Regions from separate parts of the Sus scrofa genome. Here region 1 is linked to region 2. Evidence: chromatin contacts called from public HiChIP or PLAC-seq data. All regions are on one chromosome and are shown on one strand. The core of a region is the stretch at or near the end of the contact, and the rest is flanking DNA. Distances in the headings are between cores, read along the strand shown.

The links. HiChIP or PLAC-seq counts read pairs in DNA pulled down with a chosen protein or histone mark.
Region 1: a contact with region 2 is called in an H3K27ac HiChIP or PLAC-seq map of alveolar macrophages. The contact joins the promoter of EPB41L2 here to the promoter of AKAP7 in region 2. A contact is called at or near these places in 2 of 47 Hi-C or Micro-C datasets (fetal heart ventricle and heart right ventricle) and 1 of 2 datasets of contacts at active chromatin or transcription factors (alveolar macrophages).

What each region holds. Positions count from the first base shown.
Region 1 is chr1:32,416,145-32,420,061 of Sscrofa11.1, forward strand. It overlaps EPB41L2 (band 4.1-like protein 2), which reads left to right and starts at 2,066. Exons shown (of 18, transcript XM_021088293.1): 1 at 2,066-2,254.
Region 2 is chr1:32,360,358-32,364,345 of Sscrofa11.1, forward strand. It overlaps AKAP7 (A-kinase anchor protein 7), which reads right to left and starts at 1,796. Exons shown (of 9, transcript XR_002342908.1): 1 at 1,389-1,796.

The DNA of each region.
Region 1 (3,917 bases), core at 816-3,315, 56 kb after region 2:
GTCTGGTAACTATTCCTGTTTTGTTCTCAATGTCAGTTTTGCTTGTTACTCCAGTCTGTCTAATAGGAAGACCCAGACTTGCTCTTATCAGTCTGATTTCCTAGGGATGAATGTTATGGCCTTGAAAACCACAGCCTGATAGTCCTGCCTGATGCTGCCAGTGTTCCAGCCTGTCTGCATCTCTGAATACAACCTATTCAGGACTATGTCCTGCTGTTTGTCCAATCCTGTCTTCTTGCATGGACTACCACCTGCTGTTTGCTGACATCTGTATGGTACCATGTTCCATCTGTTCTCTTCACTTCCTTATGGCTTCTAGTATTTGATTTTCCTACCTTTAGTTCCTGCTAGGTCTCCACTGAATCTGCTACACTCTGTTGAGGCCAAGTAAGGCTGTGTCCAAAACAGAGTCTAATTCTTTCACATGAAAACATTTAGATATTTGATAGCAGTCTTTCCATCACTTTTTTTTTTGGGGGGTCTTTTTGTCTTTTGAGGGCCCCACCCACGGCATATGGAGGTTTGCAGGCTAGGGGTCCAATCAGAGCTGTAGCTGCTGGCCTACACCACAGCCACACCAGATCTGAGCCGCGTCTTCAACCTATACCACAGGTCATAGCAATGCCTGATCCCTAACCCACTGAGCGAGGCCAGGGATAGAACCCGCAACCACATGGTTCTTAGTTGGATTTGTTTCCACTTCACCATGACGGGAACTCCTCCATCACCTTGACTCATTTATCTCTTTAGGCTAAGTCTTGCTGGCTCCCACATTATTAAGGTCTCTCATCTATGCATATAATTCAGCTTGTCAATGTTCCTCTTAAAAGGTAGTGTACAGAAGTGATACACAGACTGCAGCAGAGGATACAGTAGGGATATAATTTCCTTTTTTTTTTTTTTTTTTCTCTTTTCATTTTTTGGCCACCCTTCAGCATATGGAGCTCCCTGGCCAGGGGTCGATTCCAGCCACAGTTGTGACCTAAGCCACAGTGCTGTAATGCCGGATTTTTAACCCACTGTGCCAGGCTGGGGATTGAATCCGCATCCCAGCACTCCCAAGATGCTGCCAATCCTGTTGTGCCACAGCGGGAGCTCCTACACTTTCCTTTGATAAGAGAATTATGTTTTATAAATTATGTTATTTATCTTAATGTCAATTAACATTAATGTTATTACACTGCACTAACATTTTAAAGGGGTTTCATCAGAGTTAGATCAAGGTTCTAGGGGCTTTAAATCTTATGTAACTTTAGGGGTTCCTTAAAAAATTACAAGTATAGAGTTAATTTCAAGGCCTGTAAAAATGAAGGATCTTCATTTCATTGTAAATCTGCCTGAAAGTTCATAATAGTTCATAATAGCATTGTCCCCTAATATTCCAGGTCTTCTTTATCAGAACTGCTTTCTAGTCAGCCTTCCTCTCTGTCGTAGTTAGTGCAACTTACTAAGTTTTCCTTTGGTACTTAGCAGAGGGAGCATTAATTAAGTTAACTCATATGAGGGACTGAGAATAATGCTTGGCACATAAAGCACACAATAAATGTCAGATTTTATTATTTTTATTACACACTGGCAGGACCTTAGTCAATAACTTATCTCCTGGACTCTTTCTCTTTGATGTAATGAAAAGGTTAGAAAAGGTTCTGTTTAGGAAAGAAACGAGGACTTTGGCGAAGGTGCAGTCCCTAAAGACCTCAGTAGAGGTGGGAGAAGGCAAAGGACCAGAGCTGCCCTTGTGGCCGATGCTGGAGGCAATGACCTGGACAACCCATCTGACATGCCGATGTTCAGCAAAGAAGAAATAAGTAGCATCTGGAAGAAAATGGTCTCCAAGAACGGGGAAGTAGCCTTTTTGTGTGTGCATGTCTTTCCACAATTGGCCTCAAGCTAGGTTTCCAGCCTCTTCTTCAGCCACATCCTGCTCTGTAATCCAGGCTTCCAGGCCTCTGCCTGAAGTTCCTACCCACTCTTTGGGTTCAGCGTAAAAGCCCCTCCTCCAGGGGGCTTCCCCATTCCCTCCCGGCCCTCCCACAGGAAGAATAAACGGTTCCCAGTTCACTGCCCTCTCTGCGAAAGCACTTTTTCCACTCCAGACTGAGGAGCACCTAGTTTTCCTGATTTCTGTATCACCGGGGCCTAGCCTGGGGTCTGCCACCGAATAGGTGCTTAATAAAGATTTAGCCAATGAGTTCATTTTGAAGAACTAACTTTTGAAAGTTGATAAAAGAGGATTTAGGATCGGGATTCGCGGGTAAGAACGCCTTGCACACAGGCATGAGCAGTCACTATTCAGGGCAGCTCTGAGGGCGAGACACGTCTTACCAGCCCCGGGAGCCCGGCCACTACGCGCGGCGAATCCCTCGGGAAGGGTCGCTCGAGGGGGCGCGGGGGCGTGGCCTGGGCGCAGGGGGCGTGTCGCGGCCCGCGGGGGTTTCCGCACCGGGGGCGCGTCTCGCGGGGGCGCGGGAGGGGCTTCCGCCGCGAGGGGGCGGGGCTGGAGAGCCGAGTCCTCTGACGGCCCCAGCCGGGGAATTTCAATTTGAAACCCAGCGGAGGGAGGAGGCGGGCGCGGCGGGCTGGCGGCTGGGGCCGAAACGGGACGCATCTCCGCGGCAAGCGAGCTCCTGAGTGCGGCGCCCGGGTAAGGAGGCGTGCGGAGCTGGGGGATGGCGGGGCCGGGGCGGAGGAGTCCGAGCCGAGCGTCTAGTTGCTGCGGAGCTGCCGGGCGACGCGGATTTTTCCTCTGGCTGCATCTGGGAAGCTGATCCCAGGCAGGAAACTGTGGCGGGACGGCCCCGCCGGGAGGGGGAGGGCGGCCGGCTTTGGGGTTTTCTGCGACTCCTTCTCTCTCCTCTTCTCCAATCCCACCTCAGGGACCGGGTCCTGTTGCTCCAGGCCGGATCCCCGCTTCCCGGCTCCACTGCGGTCCCCCACCTCCCCCTTCTCGGGAGTCGGGTGAGGTAGGAGTAAGGCGAAGACTGCGCCGACCACGCCGGGGTGCGGTGGGCTCGGGGGTCACGCGTCCCGGGCTGCTGGAGGGGTCTGGCTCCATCCCAGGCGCGGGCCGCGGCGCGCGAGCCTCTCCCGGCTCGGAGCGGCCGCCCGCCTTCGACCGCTTGGTGATGAGCGCCGGGGCTCTGGCGGCGGCGGCGGCGGCGGCTTCCCTCAGGAGGATGATTTTGGAAGGGGAAACGCGGGCGAGGACGCCGCGCGTCCCTGGGCCGTCCGCGTGCGTGGGCGCTGCGGGGAGCCTGGCGAGGGCGGCGCGTCTCCCGCACTCGTGGCGCGAGTTCCCCGCCGGCGCTCGTTAGGTCCCGCAATTCGCAGGCGACCCGGCGAATGCGGAGAGGGACGCATGTTTTGCTCTCTGCTCTTTGCAGTGCTGGCACCCAGGCCATCGCACCACCGATGGCTTATTTTTCTCCTCCAGATGTGAGTCCGGAGGGTTGGGGCATTTTTAGATGAGCTGCCCGCGGAAGGAGCAGGAGGAGAGCAGAACGGAGCGAGCGGGATTGGAATTGGCATCTAAATCCCCCGCCGGAGACGATGCCCCCAGTTAGCCCTGATGTCTGCGGGGGAACGTCTGTCAATATGCTACCCAAGATCGCTCATCTCCCTTGGGGTCAGGGTTTTTTGGTGAGGTTAGAAGAGCTGTCGCCTAGAATCTCTTAGTTTGGGGAGGGGTATCTGACCTAGGACGCCTTAAATTGCATTTCCCAGCATCACCACCGCTGCCCGTTTTTAAGATCCCTGGTGAGGTGTGAGCGACGGTAGAAACTAGTAGAGCTGTGGTTATATTTTCTCTTTTCTGAATCACATCTTTTCCTCAGTTTTTTGAACATCCTGAATCTTTAATGGCATGTGTATGTCAAGCGTCCTGTTCTTCTTACTGTTATTTAAGCTTTTTTTTTTTT
Region 2 (3,988 bases), core at 546-3,045:
TAAAAAACAATTAATGCATACATCTAAAATATATTACAAAACCATACATGAAGTATATATACACTAATATTTGAATATACATGCATTTTAGAAAATGATTTTGTCACAGACCAATAGGGGAAAACAAGGATACTTCATCCTTTGTCACACAAAATGCAAGCTTCCTATTTGGATAACAAAGTACAACTTTATTAGGCAAGATTCTCTTCAATTCACTCGACTAGGTATACAGCAGGGAGACTTCCCAAGAGCCAGTGGAAAGGGTTAATCCCATCATTCATGCTGGTCTTGGCCTAGCTACTAAAAATAGAAACATCTTACATCTGGAGAAATATTGAGCTGGGTGATAATCAACAAGTCACCTGACCTCCATGTTTTGGTTTCCACATCGTTTAAAAAATGAACGAGAAAGAGAACAAAAGTACAATCCAAATCACTATAAATACACAAAATAAGCCAATAATATCCGAAATGAAATGTAAGAAGACAAACAAACATCTTAAAGGCACATCATCAGGATTCGAACGTTGGCCATACACTAAAAGCACTCAAGACACCGGGATGTGAAACCTTTCTCTTTGACAACCCCCTATGCGTTCACTTCGGTAACCGCATCCATCTCAAAACTCCCGCTCTCAGCATCCACCTACAAGGTCTTCGCTTTTCCATTCTCTTAACTCTTGTAAACTATTGTATAACATTTTCACGCCTTTTATACCTTTTTAAGCGTTTATACTACAAAAATCTCACGGAAGAGCACCTTTTCTCTAACCGGTTTGTTGGTCCCTTTCACCAAAAGTTCGGCCTCTAACCCTCGCTCTACCCACAAAGTTCAGTTCACAGGAAATGCTGACTTAAACTAGAAATTAATTCCCGGCCCTACCGCAGATTTGGCGCCAGTTTAAAGGGGTCTTAGAATAAAATCCTAGCAGGAAATCCTAAAAGTGGTGGTTCAGGTCTTTAATTTTGATAAAGTATAAAAGTGGAGTTTTTCTAGGTTTTGCTGGCCACACAAACACTGTCGGTGGGTGTGCGTTGGCATGAACTTTCCGAAAGGTCACAAACTCAGAAAGGAAAACGAAAGCGAAATTTAGGGTGCGAAACTTAGGGTGTTTCAAAGGTGAAACACCCCCGGCCTCTGTGGCAGCAGCAGTGCGTGCACTAACTGAAAGCCTTGCTTGCAGGCACTGATCACACCCCCAGTGCACGGCTTTCTCGAGGCTACACTGAGTCCCGCGCTGAGCCGGGAGAGGAGCCCCGGAGCAGGGCAGGCTCAGGGTCGCGCTGCAAGGTCTGGGGGAGAGACCAAGCCCTCCCCGAGGCCGAGCGGGGCCCACGCCTCCAGGCTCCAGTCGCCCCACCCGGCCCGCTCGGCCGCCCGGGCTCACCGGCTCCGGGGTGCTCCATGGTGGCGGCGCTAGCGGGCGGCAGGCCTCTGCAGCCGGCGACAGCGGCCGGGCGCTGCGGCCAGGGACTGGGCGCGGGGCGGAGGCGGGAGGCGGGGCGGGGCTGGGGGCCGGGCGGCGGCGCGCTGGGGCGGAGCGGGGGGCGGTGGCCGCGGCAGGCGGCGGGGGCTCGGGCCGCGGCGACCAGGCCTGCGGAGGCGCCGAGCCCCCAGATCTTCAATCCCCGCAGGAGCTGCATGCCCAGGCCGCGCGCCCGGAGGGAGTGGAAGGGGCCGACCCGATGTGGCCGCGGTACCCGGATTCCCGCGAGCGAGGGAGGCGGGGGAAGCCGCAACTACTGCGCGAGGGAGAGAAGAGGGCTCCTCTCTGCCCGGCGACGCTCCGCCCCCTCCTTGCCCCGCCCCCGCCGGGGACCTCTAAGGTCTTCCGCTGCGCTCAGTTCTTCCCAGTGCCCGGCCTTTCCTTCCCGTGCGGAGGGGGTGAGATTGGGCCCTTAAAGAAGGAACTCCCTGGTCTGGGTTCTCCTGAGAATCCATGTGTTTGGTTTTGCAAAGAGCTTTCAAAACACAGCGTTCTGCTTATAAAATACTTGGAAAGAGCGAGATGTGCAGGAATGAGACCTTGTCAGTTTGTATAATTAGATCTTTACTTTGCACTAAAGGAAAAAAAAAAAAGCCAAAGTTCCCTTGTGGCGTAGGGGGTTAAGGATCTGACCTTGTTGCAGGTCACATCTGGATCGCTGGTTTGATCCCTGGTGCAGAAACCTCCATGTGCCTGGGGTGCGGCCAAAAGGAAAAAAAAAGCCAAGTTGTAGCAGTGTCTCAAATTTTTAACCCTGGTTTCATGCCTAGAAATTAAATGGAAAGCAGCTATTTGTGGTTGCATATTAAAGGACTGACAACTAGGGGGAAAATTTTACTTAAAAAAAAAAAAAAAGAAACTTTGGGAATTTCCATTGTGGCTTAGCAGGTTAAGAAGACGACATAATTTCCGTGGGAATGGGGGTTCAATCCCTGGCCTCACTCAATGGGTTAAGGATCAGGTGTTGGAGGCAAGCTGTGGCATAGATCTCAGATGCAGCTGGGATCCAGTGTTGCTCTAGAGTATGCCTGCAGCTGCAACTCCATTTCAACCCCCCTGGCCCAGAAGGTTCCATATACTGCAGGTGCTGCCTTAAAAAGAAAAACAAAACCTTTTGATCTTGGATCAGAATTCTACTGGAAGAGTTCCCCTTGTGGCTCAGCAGGTTAAGAACCCCACTAGTATCCATGAGGATTCAGGTTCTACCCATGGCCTCGCTCAGTGGGTTAAGAATCTGGTGTTGCAGTGAGTTGTGGTGTAGGTCACAGATGCAGCTCAGATCCCAGGCTGCTGTGACTGTGGCGTAGGCCTGCAGCTGCAGCTCTGATTAGACCCCTGGCTTGGGAATTTCTATATGCTGCAGGTGCGGCCCTTAAAAGCAAATTCTTCTGGAGTTTTCTAAGTGCAAAGAAGCCAATCAGCAAGGAAAAGTAGATTCATCTTTCAACAAATTAATAGAGACTATCTTGGGAATGATAGCACTTGCCTTATCTTGAATGCATCCTATACTGAACATGGAAGCAAGGACTTGCGCACAACCCCAATAGTTGGCAGAAAGACCCTATACAACTAGTCATAAAGCTCGTTAATCTGGTTGTAAAATAATTCTACCAAGTTGAGTGTTTGGTTGACAGGTTCATTGCAATTATGGGCTGGCTAATTGGAGAAGGACAACAGGTTCCCCTAATGCCTACTACATCCTGGGGTTTTGCAGGTGAGTAAGATGGGTCTTTTTCTTAAGGAGCTGGTCACCTAACAGCAGAGAAAGAAACAGGAGTCATTGCAATAACTAGTCAACTAAAAGCTGCAAAAAGGAAATCCACGGTCAACATTGAAGGGGATCAAAATATGCCACTTTAGCATTAAAGATTATTTTGAACTAGCAGTAATTGAGAAACAACAGACACTCGAGGAATTTTTGCCTGCCTCCTTTCTGCCTAAAAGCAGGGCATAAATTTTATTTTGTGAAGGTGACGTGAATTTCCACTTGTAAAGGCTTTTCCCTCCCTTGGTTCAGAAGAGGAGAATAAATCTCTGCATAACAGACCTTACCTAACAACCCTTATTTACCACACTATTTCCTAGGAAGGCAGAGGCTGTTTTGTTTTTCCAAGTGCACAGTGGTTGTTCAGGGACTACTTATTGAATGAATGAATGAATGAATGAATGAATAAAAGTTTTATAACTATCAAATCTGTAATCATATTTGCTAAAAAAAAAAAAAGTAACACACCCAGATAAATTTCAAAAAAAGAAAAAAAAGAAAAGGAAATCAATATCATGGATAATCTTATTTCCCTAAAGCTTCACCAGCTTGAGGCTAATAACATCTGAATCTTTTTTCTTTTGGGCCAATCCCATGGCATGTGGAAGTTTCCAGGCCAGGAATCGAACCCTCGCCAGAGCAGTAACCAGAGCCACAGCAGTGACAGTGCTGGATCCTTAACCCCCTGAGCCACCAGGGAACTCCAACATCTAAATTTTTTTATTTTTTTTTATTT